3 separate regions of the Mus musculus genome follow, and regions 2 and 3 are each linked to region 1. Evidence: chromatin contacts called from public Hi-C and targeted proximity ligation data. All regions are on one chromosome and are shown on one strand. The core of a region is the stretch at or near the end of the contact, and the rest is flanking DNA. Distances in the headings are between cores, read along the strand shown.

Region 1 (2,961 bases), core at 326-2,825:
TGTGAGTTCAAGGCTAGTCTGGATTACACAGCCAGTTCTTGGACAGCCTTGACTACACAGAAAAGCCATGTCTAAAAGAGGCAGGGAGGGAGAAAGGGGGTGAAATGAAATTGTATAGAAAAATGGGAACTGGGCTGGTGAGATGGCTCAGTGGGTAAGAGCACCGGACTGCTCTTCCGAAGGTCAGGAGTTCAAATCTCAGCAACCACATGGTGGCTCATAACCATCCATAGCGAGATCTGACTCTCTCTTCTGAAGTGTCTGAGGACAGCTACAGTGTACTTACATATAATAAATAAATAAATAAATCTTAAAAAAGAAAAAAATGGGAACTGTTAGTAGAGCATTAGTTGTGGAGCCCCCACAAATTTGGGAAGAGATCCCAAAATACAATGTACAAGGTTAGGTGATAGCAGATCCCGAGGAGGTTCCAGGACAGCCAAGACTGCCAGAAAACCCCATCTCGAAAAACAAACCAAAAAAAATTAATTTTAAAAATGTGTAATTACAATTAGACAATGCCTTCTGAAATGAGTGGGAAACATGGATTTGGTAAAGAAATGTTTCCAAGTAGCTTGGGTGCAGGAAGTCAACTCGGGGAACTGATCTCTATACTATTGGAGGAGCTGGTGTTGGAACTACCACAATGGGGAATTGTTTTGACAACAATGGGGATGGTCTAACAACCATCCCGGTGCCTCTTCTAGGAGATGAATTCAATCCCTCAATGTCTGTAAGCCCGCTGCTTTGTGATAGTGATCCACCAAGCTGGTACCCTGCTTGCCACCAGGAGGTGCCCTTGGACCGCAACAGAGAGTCTGGAGCCTGACAATTGCCTGTGCCTCAGGCAGCTTGGGACGGATGCGGAACCCTTGTCACTCATTCCCCAAACCTGGATTCTCCCTGGACCTCTGGACAACGTATTCCTTGGTAATGCTCACCACATTTCAGGAACCAGGATAGACAGATACTACGAGGGAAAGCCAGCCCACGTATATTCATGAATAAACATGACAAAGTATAGTTTGGATAGAGAAATGCCTCCCTCAGACCTAACCTAGTTCTAACCCAGATTATCTTTCTACTCCACTCTCAGTCTCAGCTTCTTCACCAATGAACAACACTATTGCAGTGAAAATTAAATTGTTTTACGGGAATTCTTACCCCTTCCTACCCAAACAAGGGAGAGATTAGGTTAAGATGTGGTAGTGCCTGGGTTTCTGAAGTATCGCTCTCAGCAGCCAGAGGTTGAGAAAACCCCCTTCTAGCGGGCCCAGTGACACAACCCTTTGTCATCAGCCCCCTCGACAGTGCGCCCAATACCACGATCCATTGTGATGCTTAGAGACTCCCCCGGGCCTTACGGTTTTGCCAAGGCAATGGTTGCTTCCTGAGCCCCCTTGACGCGCAAGCCGCGACCCACTCCCAAGGCGGTGATTGGCTAGCCCGGGCTGGGGGCGGGCTGACCTTCGCTCCGCAGTGCCGTCACCACATGACCCCGCCCCCGCACGGGGGGCGGACAGTTGTGTGCGGCCGCAGGATTGGTCGCCCCGCTCCTGCGAGGGGGAGGGGAGGCAGGCAGCGCGCACTCGCGCGTGCGTGAGCTGGCGCGCGAGAAAGCGCCCGGTCGCGCCGAGGCTCGAGCGGCCGTCGCCATTTTGTAGGGTTCTCTCTGACGCGGGACCCGCCGCCACCGCCGGCACCACCCGGAGGTAGGAGAGGATGCTGTGGGTGTGTGGGAAGCCCTGGAGCGGACTGGGCCGGACCTCGGAGGGCCGGGAAGGCTCGGGTTTGGGGCCACTCATCTTCTGAGGAAGGTCCCGGGAAGACAAGGAAAGGAGGCGGGGCCGGGTCTCCGGAGGGGGCGGGGCAGGGGTCGGGCCGAGTCTTTGTTGGGATGTTGCAGCGGAGGTTGGGCCGCTGAGGATAGGGGTCCAGTGTTGGGTGAAAGAGGGCTTTCGTTCTTGGAGTATGGTGGGAGGGGATACCGCGCTGTGGAGAGGTACACAGATTTCCCTCCAAAAACCCGTAACTAGGGACATTCAGATACTTCATGCCTTCCACTTGTCTTTCATCCCTGTGCTAAACCGTGAAGGAGCTAACCTTGTAGAGTCAATGTGCCTGACCTCACGGATATATATCTTAGACCTTGTTGTGCATTCTGACCCCCGACCTTCTGTTGGCATTGTCACACAGCAGTTCCTCTCTCAAAAAGAACTGTGAGGGTCGGGGTGTGCTGTAGTGTCAGTTTCTCACTTCACACCTGACTTTTAAAATCTTGTTTCTTCTCTGCCAGGCTCTTGTCAGGATGGTGAAGCTGTTCATTGGAAATCTGCCCCGGGAGGCCACAGAGCAGGAGATCCGCTCACTCTTCGAGCAGTACGGGAAGGTGCTGGAATGTGACATCATTAAGAATTATGGCTTTGTGCACATAGAGGACAAGACGGCCGCTGAGGATGCCATACGCAACCTGCACCACTACAAGCTGCACGGAGTGAACATCAATGTGGAAGCCAGCAAGAATAAGAGCAAAGCTTCAACCAAGTTACACGTGGGCAACATCAGCCCCACTTGTACCAACCAAGAGCTTCGGGCCAAGTTTGAGGAGTACGGCCCAGTCATCGAATGTGACATCGTGAAAGATTATGCCTTTGTACACATGGAGCGGGCAGAGGATGCGGTGGAGGCCATCAGGGGCCTCGACAACACAGAGTTTCAAGGTGAACTGTTCTGGGGATTGGGTGGCAGACCTTCGTGGAGTCTCTAGCTCAAGGCAGAGGGAAGAACACAAGACCACAGGGCTTCAAGAGTGGCTTCTGCCATTCTTTTAAATGCAAAGAACAGGTTATGTTTACTACTCTTAGCATAATTCACTCTGGGGAAGTAAGCCTTCCCCATTGTATTCGCCAAGCTCCTTCTCCACAACTGCATGGGCTCCTGCCTGCCTGCCTTTGGTCTTCA
Region 2 (2,961 bases), core at 148-2,647, 240 kb before region 1:
GGTCTGTCTCCCACTTTGCTGTGTGTGTGTTTTTTTTTTTTTTTTTTTGATCAGTGGCCTGAGTAGCTCACAAGTGGTCTTTAGAAAAGAAGTAGCCTACAGAGTATCCAAAGTAGCTATATACTCCTTGTGTGTTCCTGGGGTGGGGGTCCTTAAATATTGAGGTGTCCTCTTAAATATGGCAAGGAGGGGCCTCAGCAAGAGAGGATAAGAGGGGGGGGGTGTGAAGAGAAGATGCATGGCAGGTCACGTAGGCCTGTACTTCATTAGTGTCAAGTTGCACAGTGAGATAGGCCAGCATCTGAGAATCAGGAGTGCAGGTAGCTCTTGAAGAGTAGGTGCTGCTGCCTAGAGAAAGTACATCTGGAGCTGGAGGGAGGAGGGAGGGAAGAAAAAGCACTTTGGAGGAGACAGCCTTGTGAGTTTTGTTCTTTCATAGTGGTTCCAGTCGGGCGTTTTACTTAAATGGTTATTGCATGTTGGCCCTCATGAGAGCATGCCTGTTTCCTCTTTTAGTGCTGGGGACTGATTGAGCCTAGCGTCCCATGGATACTAGTCAACTGCTGTATCACTGAGCTATATCCCAGTCTTGTTTATATACATACCTTTATTTTATGTGTATGGGTGTTTTAACTGCATGTGTGAATGTATGTATGTATGTAGTGTTCATGCAGCCCAGGTATCATATCCCCTGGAACTAGAATTACAGAAGGTTTTGAGTGGTCATGTGCTTGTGAGAACTGTACCTGGACCCTCTGCAAGAACAAATACTTTTTTTTTTTTTACTGTTGATCCCTGTTTCTAGTCCCCTTTTACCTTTTATTTGGAGACATAGGTTTTGAATTTGTGATTCTTCTACCCCTATACAGGCTTATGTGTAACTCTAGCTACTTCTGGAGTTTGAGGCAGAAAGATCACAGATTCTAACCCTCTGTCTTTCTTCTCAGTTATTGCTATTGCCCCACATTTTATAGATGACTGGGTGGCAGAGCAGTAAGATGTGGGGTGCAGGCAGCAGGGGCATTATGACCCTTATAGAACAAGCAGTTCTGTACACTCCCGGTGTTTCTGACATTCCTGGGTTCTCTGGGGAGTGTCTGGAGAAATGAGGATAACAACCTTTTTTTTTTTCTCTTTTACTTTAGCTAACATCTACCTTCTGGAGAGCTGACAACACTAATGGTGAGTTCTGAGCCTGAGCCCAGGCCTGTCAATGGGTCACATGGGAGTTTCTTAAGATACTGTAGTCCTAATGTGCGCATGCCATCTTTTAAGTTCAGTCAGTACAAAAAGGCACAGGCTTAGCTTTTGGAAAATCTCCACTTCATCTTGATCTCTGCATTTTTCTGGGTTTTCACAGGAAGGTGACATCTGGTTCTTTGTAAGCTCCAGTTGGCAGCTGGCCAGCTGCAGCAGGAGGCCCTTTTTCTGGGAGGGTGTGTCTTGGGAAGCTGGGCAGGGGATAGTGGTGCTGACCTACAGGAAGCATCCCTTCTGTGCAGCCTTTGAGAAGACCCCAAGTTCAGAGACAGGCATTTGGCAGTGGCACTCGGCTGTTAAGAGCACTGGCTGCTGACAGCCTGGAGATGGTCAGCTGTGACATGAAAGGAGATTGTGTCATCTAATTGTAAAAAATACTTGATGCATTTCTCTGATGTCTGGCAGCCAGAGAACAAGGAGTAAAAGAATTGTCCCTTTTCCTGCCTACAGAGCATTCAGCAGCACTGTCCTCTAAAACTTGCCACTTTTGTTTTTGAGACCGTTTCTTCATGTGGTCCAGGCTGACCTGGAACCCGCTCTGTAGACCAGGCTAGCCTTGAACACAGAATGTCTCCTATTTCTGCCTCCTGAGTAAAGGCATGTACCACCATGCCCAGTAAACCTGCCACTCTTAAACACTTCTCCCTTGGGGCTTCTCTGGGTTGCAGGTCACTGGGAGATCCGTGTGTGTCTGCTCAGTCTGAGTTCTAATGCAATGGTTTGGGCCAACATCTCTCTCCAGTCCAGTCTCTCTCCAGTTTGTAAGAAGAGATACTCTTTCCCTCTCTCTGAGCTGCTCTCCCTGCTTCACAGCTAGGGACCCTGGGGACTTTGTTGTTGTTTCTCCAGAGCACATGTTTATTGTGGGGTAGAGATTTCTTTGTACAGGGATTTTTCTTGTTGTTTTTTTTTTTTTTTTTTTAACTAATTGTGCAAAGAATTTTCTCAGGATGCTCTTCTTGACCCATGAGTTCCTGTTCTCTCTCTCTCTCTCTCTCTCTCTCTCTCTCTCTCTCTCTCTCTCTCTCTCTGTCAAGGTCTTTTATGTGTATGGGTGTTTTGCCTATGCACCACATGCATTACAGTACCTGAGGAGTCCAGAAGAAGGTGAAGGTGCTTTCTGGAACTAGTTACAGATGGTTGTGTGTGGGTATTGGGAACCAAACGTGAGTCCTCTGGAAGAGCATCCAGTGCTCTTAGCTGCTGACCCATTTCTCCAGTCTAGAGTTGGTTACTTTTGAGATCTTCCACATTCCTCTTGTCTTTCTTGTCTTAGGTCAGTAGTAGGTGTCTTTAACTCTACCACACATTCTCCTTACAAAGTCCATGGCGAAAAAGCTGATGGCCTATCCACCATTCACTTATGTTTTCTGGCTCTGTGTACTAATTATTAGTATAGGGCCAAGGTACGGAAGAAGATAAAGCCCACAGAAGGTTCATGAGCAGAATCCAGGATGCTGATGCTGTTGCTTTTTAAGGCTGTCATCTTTTACAGATGACAAATCTATCAGTTAGAAGAGAAAGTTAGTTGCCGAGAAGGGACCACTCCCAGGTCATTTGCTTTGTCAAAGCTTGTTCTGCGCATCAGTTCCCAGAGCCCTGCTATTTCCCCAGAGCTTTTCTTCCTTACAGTAACCAAGACTCTGTCATCTTAGCTGGATCCTTTCTGATCTGTACCTTTTTCCTGGGGATCTCAGAGGG
Region 3 (2,961 bases), core at 186-2,685, 220 kb before region 1:
AGGAGACCAATTAAGAATTCAACAATGGCAAGATCTCCCTGTCTATCAGCCATCCAGTTCAACCACATATTGGGATTTGATCATAACCTGACCCCCCAAACACGCCCATGGAACTGGCTTTTCCTGTGTTAGTACTATTTTCACTCTCTCTGTGTGATTTTATAGTTAGTATTGTTTCATAGAGCAGATCTCCCTGGGCCTGGTGAACGCTGTGGTAGTTCCTGTGATTGTTCACAGGCCTCAGATGCAGAGACGAAGTGATTCAGCTTTACTAGAAAGAAGCTTTCAGGGGACAAAATGACAACCGGCAGCTTAATGACTCCTAAATGGCTTCATTTTTGATTCAGGAACCAGGCCACACTTCATTCTACAAAATAAAATAAATGTTCCAATGAGCCAAACTTGGGAAATTGGTTTTATAGACAGAAAAATGGCTGAAGAGAGAAGAAACAAAAACCAAAAGCAAATTGGTAATTTTCAGTTTTTTTTTTCTTGAGGTGGGGCCTTGGGGGCAGAACAATAGAAAAATAAATGATTGCTTACCATTAGGTTCCTGAAGCTGAAGGCTGAAGGTGCCTCATTATCATACCAGTTGAAGCTGGTCTCTTTGCAGAATTTGGCTGTTAGCTTTCTAATCCCAATTGTCAGGTCTAAGGCTCAGTTTTAGCTTACTGGAACCTCAGCATGAGTGATTCTATTTTGATTGTTAGTCAGTAAGTAGTCTTTTGGGACCCAGTTCAGAAGCTTAGTTCAAAGCAGTGGTCTCTGTAAATTTTATTTAACATGCTAGAGCCAAATTTCTTTTTTTCTTGAGACAGTATCTTGGCTGGCCCCCAATTTGCCATATGATTGAGGATGTCCTGACCTCCTGATCCCCTTACCTCAGCCTTCTATTTTCTGGGAATACAGGCATGGTCTGCCATACTTGGTTAGCAGTCCTGATTTATTATTGTTTTTCAAGACAGGGCTTCTCTGTGTAGCCCTGGCTGCCCTGGAACTCTCTCTGTAGACCAGGCTGGCCTCAAACTCAGAGATCTACTTGCTTCAGCCTCTAAGTGCTGGGATTAAAAGTGTATAACACTAAGTTTGGCTCAGCCCTGATATATACATACATATACATATTTAAATTAGAGTAGATACTTTATTAGGAGAAATCTCTGGCTATAGAAGAACTATATGAAGATGGGAACGTAATTCAAAGAAAAATAGGAGATGGTTTAATTTTACCATTGTCTTTTCAACACAGTCCTGATATTTTACATAGGATTCTTAAAATATGTTTATAGGGCATTGAGGTCATCCTTATGGGATTGTTGGAAGAGATCAAATGAAATAACTCATGTGAAGTGTCACAAATTTATTCCTTGTACTACTGGAAAAGTCACACTGGTTGCTGTGTGAAAGGTCCCCGTGGGAGGAGCTACCATGGGAGTCCCTGTGGAGAGCGAGCAGGCTCTGAGTACAAGGATCTGTGGGCTGTGAGTAAGAGCACTGGGGAGCAGGCCCTTGAACTATTGTCACAGCAGGGTTGAGCAAGAAGAGGGCGGGCACCCAGTCTGTGGCACCCTGAGGGAAGACATGATGATCAAAAAGCCAGGCTTGCAAACTGGATTAGATGTCCAGGTCATCTTTAGTTACAGAATAAATTGTATGTCAGCCAGCATGAGCTACAGGAGACCCTGTCTTTAGAAAGAAAAGAGTCAAGTTTAGACCTGAAGGTGCTGGAATCCCTGAGAGGAAGAAGCTTGGGCCTTGCTTCTCTTATGTCAATGCAAAAGCACAGGTCTTACCCCAAGGAGGATAAGAGAACCTTTATTCTGGAGCAACCATGGCCCAGGGACACAGATTTATGTTACACCAGATTCTATGCTCTTTTCATGTGGAAGCAATTTTATGAAGTTTTCATAGTAACAGGCAAAGACATAAATCAAGACAGTTTTCAAATACATTGGTGGAAATGTCAGAGAGGAGCATTAAAGTAAAATGTAGACATCTAAGCTGTAGACCTCAGATGCTATCTGATGACATTCTTAGCATTAGGGGTGGTTGAAGCTAGTAGTCTGCTAAGTTAATATATCCTAGAAGGTTTTTAATCTGTTAGTCACAGGATTTTAGGTCTGACACATAGATGGATAAGAGGCTAGCCCAAGATAATTTGTGATTAGGCTCTAGATCTGCAACGTTCCAACTGGACCTTCCAATGTTCCAATGCCGCATCATTGGATTTCTAGTGTGTCAATCAGCCTTTGCAGACACAGCTTTGTACTGGCTGGTTTTGTGTGTCAACTTGACACAAACTGGAGTTATCATCGAGAAAGGAGCACCCCTTGAGGAAATGCCTCCGTGAGATCCATCTGTAAGGCATTTTCTCAATTGGTGATCAAGAGAGGATAGCACCTTTGTGGATGGTGCCATCCCTGGGCTGGTAGTCCTGGGTTCTATAAGAAAGCAAGCTGAGCAAGCCAGGGGAAGCAAGTCAGTAAGCAGCATTCCTCCATGGCTTCTGCATCAGCTCGTGCTTCTAGGTTCCTACCCTGTGTGAGTTCTTTCCTGACTTCCTTTGGTGATGAACAGCAATGCAGAAGTATAAGCTGAATAAACCCTTTCCTCCTCAACTTGCTTCTTGGTCATGATGTTTTGTGCAGGAATAGAAACCCTGACTAAGACAAACTTCTTTCCAGGAATATGAACATGGGGTTTGGGAAGCTTTTTTGTCATTCTACCACTGAGCTACATCCTAGCTCTCTAGAATTGTCCCCCACCTCCCTCATCCATCTATCTATCTATCTATCTATCATCTATCTATCTATCTATCTATCTATCTATCTATCTATCTATCTATCTATCCGTCCATCCATCCATCCATCCATCCATCCACCCATCCATCCATCCATCCACTCATCTACTATTTGCTTTGTTTTTGAAATGGAGTTTCTCTACATAACAAAAAGACAATAAAAA

What was found. Hi-C and Micro-C count contacts between places; a contact is called where the count stands out from the background.
Region 2: a contact with region 1 is called in a Hi-C map of the N1E-115 cell line, with 11 times the contacts expected there. A contact is called at or near these places in 15 of 39 promoter capture datasets (the 3T3-L1 cell line, the C10 cell line, the HPC-7 cell line and 11 more), 26 of 484 Hi-C or Micro-C datasets (CD8 T cells, LSK cells, the N1E-115 cell line and 18 more), 19 of 130 datasets of targeted methods (the 230-238 cell line, the NIH/3T3 cell line, bone marrow-derived macrophages and 12 more) and 3 of 9 other capture datasets (adipose tissue, liver and macrophages).
Region 3: a targeted proximity ligation map of bone marrow-derived macrophages shows a contact between it and region 1, with 4 times the contacts expected there. A contact is called at or near these places in 6 of 39 promoter capture datasets (the 3T3-L1 cell line, the HPC-7 cell line, hematopoietic stem and progenitor cells and 2 more) and 5 of 130 datasets of targeted methods (the 230-238 cell line, the NIH/3T3 cell line, bone marrow-derived macrophages and 2 more).

Annotation. Positions count from the first base shown.
Region 1 is chr19:4,754,950-4,757,910 of GRCm38.p6, forward strand. It overlaps Rbm4b (RNA binding motif protein 4B), which reads left to right and starts at 1,576. Exons shown (of 4, transcript NM_025717.3): 1 at 1,576-1,712; 2 at 2,297-2,720. The coding sequence starts at 2,309. All of the region lies in intron 2 of Gm21992 (predicted gene 21992), which reads right to left.
Region 2 is chr19:4,514,509-4,517,469 of GRCm38.p6, forward strand. It overlaps a transcript of Pcx not described here. Among named protein-coding and RNA genes, the nearest start is that of 2010003K11Rik, 17 kb to the left of the region's middle.
Region 3 is chr19:4,535,271-4,538,231 of GRCm38.p6, forward strand. It overlaps a transcript of Pcx not described here. Among named protein-coding and RNA genes, the nearest start is that of 2010003K11Rik, 38 kb to the left of the region's middle.